Regions from separate parts of the Bicyclus anynana genome. Here region 1 is linked to region 2. Evidence: chromatin contacts called from public Hi-C data. All regions are on one chromosome and are shown on one strand. Each heading gives the region's core, a stretch centred on a gene start, on an enhancer-like site or on the middle of the called end of the contact. The rest is flanking DNA. Distances are from core to core; before and after follow the strand shown.

The links. A called contact is a pair of places that touch in the nucleus more often than the background predicts.
Region 1: a Hi-C map of whole body shows a contact between it and region 2, with 6 times the contacts expected there. The contact joins the promoter of LOC128199890 here to the enhancer-like site in region 2. A contact is called at or near these places in 2 of 2 Hi-C or Micro-C datasets (whole body and whole larva).

Annotation. Positions count from the first base shown.
Region 1 is chr3:9,175,482-9,179,967 of ilBicAnyn1.1, reverse strand. LOC128199890 reads right to left here and starts at 2,099. Exons shown (of 2, transcript XM_052891232.1): 1 at 1,654-2,099; 2 at 1-619. The coding sequence starts at 1,837.
Region 2 is chr3:8,863,094-8,867,315 of ilBicAnyn1.1, reverse strand. It overlaps LOC112046662 (sal-like protein 3), which reads left to right. Exons shown (of 9, transcript XM_024083373.2): 2 at 1-1,115; 3 at 2,007-2,192; 4 at 2,409-2,542. Among protein-coding and RNA genes, the nearest start is that of LOC112046662, 18 kb to the left of the region's middle. Within about 2 kb of position 1,860, at least 7 of the 8 cell types and tissues checked have open chromatin away from gene starts, as enhancers often do.

The sequences.
Region 1 (4,486 bases), core at 850-3,349, 310 kb before region 2:
CCAGTTTGATATCCGCGTGACTGCAATGGTGTTGCTTGATACTGTTGTCCAGTTTGATATCCGCGTGACTGCAATGGTGTTGCTTGATACTGTTGTCCAGTTTGATATCCGCGTGACTGCCATGTTGTTGATTGAGTCTGTTCCCCGAACCGAATTTCGGTAATGATATTTATAACTTTGCTTTGGAATGTCAAAGTTTGTAATTCCGTAAAGCTGTCCAAAGAAGGCAAAATTCCTTTGAAAAATGATAAGTGGCGGTTTTCTTTCTCTTGCAACGCTTTTAATGCTTGCGCCTCGAAATCATCTATTGCTTGGTTTGATCTCTTACGGCTTGCAGGCACGTAGCGAGAAGGACCTGGGGGTAACGAGGACATTTCTTTTGTAGGAAATGGAGAAGATGATGCTGTGTTTTCATTTCGTTCCGTTTCTTCAGACACCATTTCAAGGCTACTATCAGTTTTATTTTGGGCAACTTTCATCAAAAACAGCAACTGATTGTAATAATGATATTTCTTCAATTGTTTTGCCCCTGATCCAGACGAACTGTTTTCTTTTATTTTTTTTACGTATCGAAAAAAGTTGTCCTTCACGCTTCTCCATTTTTTCACAACCTCGTTACCTGCAAAGAAAGAAAAAAATGTGTAAGTACCTAACTTGTCTACACTGACCAATCTAAATGGGCCACCCTGTTTATTTTTTTGTGTTTCTATTTCAGGTACTTAGGCAGCGGAAATTCGATAAACGACTTGCATTTCAAATTTAAACGTGGAAGAGCAACAATTTCTAGAACTATTTCGTCAGTTTGTCAAGCTATATGGAAATATGTTCGACCACTGTACATAGAAGAGATCACAGTAGAAAAACTACAAAATATTGCATTAGATTTTGATCTCAAAGCTAACTTTCCTCATTGCTTCGGGGCAATTGATGGGAAACATATACGTTTAATAAAACCAGACAAAAGTGGCTCTCTGTTTTATAATTATAAAAAATATTTTTCAATTGTTTTGCTGGCGGTTGTTGACTCAAATTATAAGTTTGTTTTTGTCGACGTGGGTGCATATGGTAAGGAAAGTGATTCTACTATTTTTAGAAATTCGACACTGTACAAGATTTTAATGAGAAATGAATTACCATTGCCTGATCCTCAACCACTTGGAAATGATCATAATAACGAGCCACCCATCCCTTATGTACTCGTCGGTGATGAAGCTTTTGGTTTAAGTAAGCATGTTATGCGCCCATACGGCGGATCCAATCTCAATGTGAAACAAAGAGTTTATAATTATCGCCTTAGCAGAGCACGTAGATACGTGGAATGTGCATTTGGGATCATGGCAAATAAATGGCGCATTTTACATAGGCCAATTGATACGTCATATGATTTAACTATTAATATTGCGAAAGCATGTTGTGTTTTACACAATTTTGTTATACAACACGATGGGTTAAAACAACAAGACAATATGGCAATAAGTAGGTTCTCACAATTGAGACCCCATAGCAATGAAGAATCATTAGCCGAAAATTTTATCAGAGATCAATTTGCTAATTACTTTATGAGTCCAGAAGGGGCTTTACCATGGCTGTTGAAAAAGATATAAATTAACTTATGTATTGAATTTACAAATAATATAATAAATAACAACTCACCAATTTTGTTCTTTTTTTGGTCCTCAAACTCCTCGTAATCTTGAAATATTTTTTTACAAACAGCTACCCATTCATTCGCTTTACGAAATTTATCACTGTAATGTTCGTGTGATTTATCCCATATAATGGGTCTTTCTTGGACCAAGGATATGAGAAAATCTATATCAATATCCTGCTCACTCATGGTAAAATAGAAAATGTCGTTACGCTCGTCTAGCTTTCTCCTCTAGCAGTGCATCACTGTCCGTCGTCGCAGCGGAGCTCCGACAACGCAGCGCATCACCCTCCCTCCCGCTATAGTCTCTTGTCCGTCGATCCGTTGAAACGTCGCGCGCGACGACGCAACGGTCTAATGGGGCATGTCATAAAAAATGTATGGAAAACGACGCAGCGACGACGCTGCGACGACGCAACGCAGCGCAACGCACTAATGGGGCCTCGCTCTAATACGCGCAATAGCGGCCCGCACTCAGGGCTGCCAACTCCCGAAAATTTACTCCGAAATAGTGATTTGTTCACTGCATTGTGTAAATAATGTTTTTGATTATTGTAGAATGTGTGGCTGACTGAAACGCTACATTGTTGTTTAGACTTTTAAAAAAACGCATACAGTGTGTACCCACCCTTTAATTTTGGAAATTTTGCAGTATGTTCGTAGTAAATGTGCGTAACTATCTATTTCATTATTTTGTAAAAAAAAACTCACATACAATCTAACCTCTTTACTTAATATTTTGTATAGTTTGTAGCAATGATTAAGAGCAGTAAAAGCCACTATACCTAGTAGTAAGATGAAATTTCGGATTAAAGTACTGCAGATGTGCCAAATATTATACATACGTCTCCATCTAAAAGATAAAGGCTAACAAAAGTTGGTATTTGCCCATAAATATACAATTTAATTTCGTTGATCAACTCAGACATACCTACCTATGAAGCAGAGTTGACAACCCTATCCATACCGGTATACCGGTATAAAAAGACATCAGACTTAAAAGTATACGTCACCAGCTAATCCACCCGTAAAATGTCCCAAATCACAAAAAAGCAACCGACGACAAAAGTGTTGTTGTATCAACGTAAAATGAAATTTAATAAACATCGAACAATAAGGCTGGCTGTAGATGGATTTTGGGAAGATCCAGATAGTGAATGGGAGATAAGCTGGCAAAAGGTTTGCGAGCATCGCGTTATGTTTGATGTCGCTTCTCGTCGCCGAAGCGTAAACGTTTTAGAGCAAAATTGCCAACTCTAGTGGCATCTGCTAAATGTACACTCCAAACAAATAATAGTTTTAATTTTGTAGATGGAATGTCATATTGTCACTTTGATAGAAAACTTTCCGACGATAAGTAATTAAATATATTTAGACTACTAGTTTTTATACGAGTATACCTACTTATATGAGGATAAAAAAATATTTATGAGGGTAAAAAACTTTTCAATTAGTTCGGTTATTTATAAAGCATGTGTTATGACACTAATATTAGGCGAAATTTTGTGTGTGTGTGTTTGTTTATTTGCTGCGGCTAATGAAGCGATTTGGCGAAAATTTGGAATAGAAATGGATTTTACTCTGGATTAACACATAGGCTACTTTTCGTCCCGGTTTCATGGTTCCCGCGGGATTTGTGAAAAACTTTAAAGTTAACGTCTACGTGGACGAAGTCGCCGGCGTTCGCTACTTAAAAATAAAAATGAGATACCTTGATAAAAAAGGCTTTAGCTTTAGGTGACGCGGTGGGTTTGTTCATAATTTGTGTATCAAAGAAATAAAATAATTTTTGTTATTTGATCTTTATAGTCCTAGGGCCTAGATTTTTCCCATATAAGCATAATCGTTCTATTTTCTGATTATGTTTGTTGGATTTTATGTATTTTGTACGTCGCTACTATATATGTATGTATAGTTTCCAATGTTACTGTCGCTTTTCTAACGCCATGAACTACTAACTCTTTCTGGCTCTCGTACTTACGTTTTCTGATTCTCACTCATAGAGATATTTCAAATTCTACTCTCCTTCATCATTCGCCTATTGCATTTATGCTTTTTATCTTCAAAACGCGTAGAAATCTCTGTCGAGAATCTTGTGTAATCCTGGAAAAAAGAAATATATCACTCTTATCATAAGTTCAAATAATAAATAACGCCTTAATTGGACAAAACACAATAGCGTTAAAAAATTTAATTTTCTCGCAATCATCTCCAAAGTGTATTAGAAGATAAGTATCAAACGTTTCTATTTAACTTCTCCCGAGCACAAATTCCCGGGGCGCCATATTGAAATGTTTATAATTAAATTACATAAAGACGAAGAAAATTAATTTCACAGTAGCAAGTGGCGAGCGTCTCGTCGCCGGCAAGGCGGAAGGCGCTCAAAGATGGCGCTAGCTACGCGTCTACAAATCTCATTTCCGAGATGTTTTTGAAAATTGCCGAGGAGTTGAATAATCACGTTATAACTTAACGGTATTAAATTTTATACGTTAAAGTGTTAATATTTCATTTCCAAGTTTAATTTAATTAATTCCAAAGTTGGGAATCTTCAGAGCGCGAAGGGTATAACTTTCTGTGACATATCTTAAGACTTGAACTCTTGATTAATGATCTACATTACTTTGATAGGATTAATATTTTGAGGAATTACTGTTCATTTCATTGTTTAATTACTAACACAATGGCCCACATGTCACTAATAATAAATGTAGTGTGCTATTATGTTTGTACAACCTTACAAAGTCTTATGTTACAAATTCGAAATTTATTTGTACCTACAGTTTATTAGTTAATTAAAAAATATATAATTTATCTTGAGAAATATCGCAAGCCTGT
Region 2 (4,222 bases), core at 611-3,110:
GCGTCCGCCACGGGAGCCGTCGCCTGTTATACCCTCTCCTCCTACTAGCCAAAGTTTGCCGTCGACTCACACACATCATACACCCAAAACTGAACAGATATCTATCCCTAAGATTCCAACTTCCTCACCATCTTTAATGACCCACCCACTTTATAGTTCAATTTCTTCGTCATTAGCATCTTCCATCATAACAAACAATGATCCTCCACCGTCCCTAAATGAACCAAATACACTTGAAATGCTTCAAAAACGGGCACAGGAAGTACTCGACAATGCATCACAGGGCCTTCTAGCAAATAATCTTGCCGACGAATTAGCTTTTCGAAAATCCGGAAAAATGTCACCTTATGATGGAAAAAGTGGTGGCCGTAACGAACCTTTCTTTAAGCATCGCTGTAGATATTGTGGAAAAGTGTTCGGTAGCGACTCTGCACTTCAAATTCACATTCGTTCTCACACAGGGGAAAGACCTTTCAAATGTAACGTCTGTGGCTCTCGATTTACAACCAAAGGAAATCTTAAAGTTCATTTCCAAAGGCATACTTCGAAATTTCCACATGTCAAAATGAACCCTAATCCCGTTCCAGAACATTTGGATAAATATCACCCACCGTTATTAGCGCAATTGTCGCCGGGGCCCATTCCTGGAATGCCGCCACATCCACTTCAGTTTCCCCCAGGAGCCCCAGCTCCTTTTCCGCCAAACTTGCCATTATACAGGCCACCGCATCACGATTTATTGCCTCCACGCCCTTTGGGTGATAAGCCTCTCTCACATCACCCACTTTTTGCTATGCGAGAAGAACAAGACGCACCAGCTGATCTCAGTAAACCTTCCGCACCAAGCCCTCCTCGACCCGCGTCTGATATTTTTAAGTCTGAACCTCAAGACGAAGAGAGTCAACGAGATTCCAGTTTTGAAGAGACTGATCGTATATCACCTAAGCGAGAAATCGAAGACAATGATATAGGACAAGATGCAGAACAAGATCGATACCCATCCACATCACCGTACGATGACTGCAGTATGGATTCCAAATACAGCAACGAAGATCAAATCGGCAGAGATAGTCCACACGTGAAGCCCGATCCAGATCAACCGGAAAATCTCTCAAGTAAGACTTCATCGATATCTGGACCAATTTCAATAGCAACGGGACTACGTACTTTCCCTTCATTTCCACTTTTTCCACACTCCCCCCCAAGTAGTGTTTCTTCGGGTAGCCTTACACCATTTCACCACCATCCCAATAGTACAATGGATAGTGCTCTTACTCGCGACCCATTGTTTTACAATGCAATTTTACCACGTCCAGGTAGCAACGATAACTCTTGGGAAAGCTTAATAGAAATCACGAAAACCTCAGAAACAACAAAATTGCAACAATTAGTAGATAATATCAATAACAAAGTATCTGATCCAAATGAATGTATTGTATGCCATCGCGTATTGTCTTGTAAAAGTGCTTTACAGATGCACTATCGGACTCATACTGGTGAACGACCATTTCGATGCAAATTATGTGGTCGTGCGTTTACCACTAAAGGAAATTTAAAAACACATATGGGAGTGCACCGTATAAAGCCTCCATCACAGTTATTACACCAATGTCCCGTGTGTCATAAAAAATTTTCGGATCCATCAATGTTACATCAACACATCCGTCTTCACACGGGTGAACGAAACAATGTGTTCTTTAACCAGTATCACGATAATGAGATAAACAGTCAGTCATTACCCGGGTCAGACGTCACAGAGTACAATTCCTTCCATTCAATACCGCCTCCTATCTTCCCCACTCCTTCCACTCCCGGCGACCGAAGGGCGGACTCCCGCGGAACCGACGACGAGAGCGGCCGAGACGAGCGCGAGCCCGCCACTCGGGAGTTCGACGACGAACCAGATATCAAAGATCGTCGAACTTCACCGCTCTCCGTCTGCGCCTCGGCGTCCGAATTTGAAGTAAAAACCATCACCACAACGGCTTCCCTCCCATCGGCGACAGGTTCGGAGAGCGGGCGGAGTGCACGGGGGTCGCCACCGTCGCCGTCGCCGTCGCCGTCGGCGCTGTCCACGCCGCCGCGTCTGCCACACCACTCGCCGCTGCCGTCGCCCCCGACGCCCCTGGCGGCGCTCGGCGCGCTCGGCGGATCGCCCTTCAGCCCGCTCGGACTTGCCTTTCCTCCCGCAGGTATGCGATAGCGGGCTCTTGCTATACGTCCGCCCCGGTCGTCCGCTCCACTCCTCTCTCCTAAAAATGATTTACTCAATAACCCCTCTTTGCTGGACAATTCCCATATTAAACTATAAATAACGATTTCCTAGAATTCAACTAAACATTGTGTTGATACGTATTTATGTTCGGAGTTTTATAGTGGCAATGAACAGTCAATTTGTTTGTATGCAGTGCGCGGCAACACAACGTGTACCATCTGCTACAAGACATTCGCCTGCAACTCGGCACTGGAGATCCACTATCGGAGCCACACCAAGGAACGGCCTTTCAAGTGCACCGTCTGCGATAGAGGCTTTTCTACCAAGGTGAGTTAATATTTTATTAAGAATAGTTTTAATAAATACGCAAGTATGTAAAAATTTCACATTTTCACATATTTCATACACCGATACTTCGTATACGTGCAGCTAGCAAAATGATAATCGTGTAGCAGTCACGTTCTAAGTATGAGCTCCGATTGAATACTGCTGGCCCGGCGCCAGCTTTTACTTTATTGTTACGAGTACCAACACAAATAGCGACACAAATCTGCTCTTTTACAACATTTCTTCTAATTTTCACAACATATCAAACCTATCTAATAATTAAACTAGAATAAAATTTTAAAACCAGTAATAACATACATCTAAACGTATCCGCAAATATATGCTTAGTATCTAAACAACCAGTGGATCTACATAAAATTACTTATTTATTAAAATCACGGAAGCCCCTACTCGTATTCGAGCTTTACTCGGAAGTTGGCCGCGACATCGAAAAGCAACTTGCTCGTGCGCTACGACGAACTTTATGCTCCGGTTTCATTTCATCTAAGTTTCAGTGCATTAATTTTGCAGGCCGTAATTACAAGTCCCTAGCCGACGCCTTTAGTTCGCATTAGTTTTAGCCGTTGTCTTTCCTTACATCCGTGCCCACCGACTTGGCAAATAAATGTCGACCAACTCTCGGAAACTGTTGGATATTTGACTGTAAAAATTAATCTAAGTTCATAAATGTATCTCTAAATGTACAAAGACATCATGACGAATGTTTCTTATATATGTAATACTAGCGGACCCGGTCAAGCTTCGCTTTGACTTTTGTGCACTTCTTCCCTACCCTTACCCTACTCCTACCCTCCCCCTACCCTAACCCTTATCCACTACCTAACTATGGCTTTACATTAAAATTTTCGCAGTTCAAAATGATTGTTTTTAAAAAAAGCAGCAGCTAAATGAAAAACAGACTCAAACGAGAAATAAACAAATATGAAATGAGGCTCATCCACTAATTGACAACCACTCAGAGCAACCAACTATAAAATGTACATAATACCAGAGCAAAAAAGTTTTACCTATGATATTATTACTGTACAGTGTAGATTATAAATCGTGATGAAAACTGTAGATGATTGTAGGACTATACCTACTCATACCATATATCTAAACACTCTGTGAGTTCCCGATGAGCACAAAAGAGTTTGAAAACTTTTTATGTAGGTAAATGTTAAGGTATTTATGCAGCCGTCTCTGTCACCCCGTCTACATATTCCTCGCATTAACCTTAAATGGCAGTTAAGTCCTTTAAGCGACTTTCTTTAATGTCTATTTAAGTCTTAGGTAACAAACTACTCACAGGCCGACCACTTCGCGCTTTCGCTGATTTATCGATGTGGCTTGTTAGTTTGATGCAGTTGGAAATGCAATTCTTATTTACGTATGAACTATTGTCTTAAAATAAACCTTACCATTTCATTAATTAAGGAACGTTGAAAAGAGAAATTCCAAATTGTTTTGTTAAAAGTGTTCAATAAATAAATTGCCCACATACTAACGAGTTTATTTTAAGTACGAGTACCTACTTTCTTTAGGAAGATATAAATTCAAAATATTTTTATTTTTATAGACTAAAGCTTGCTTGAAGTAAGTTTACTCAAAAAAATCTCAATAATTATTAAGTGCATCAACAAACACAAGTACAACTACGTTTAATTCAATGTCGTTGCG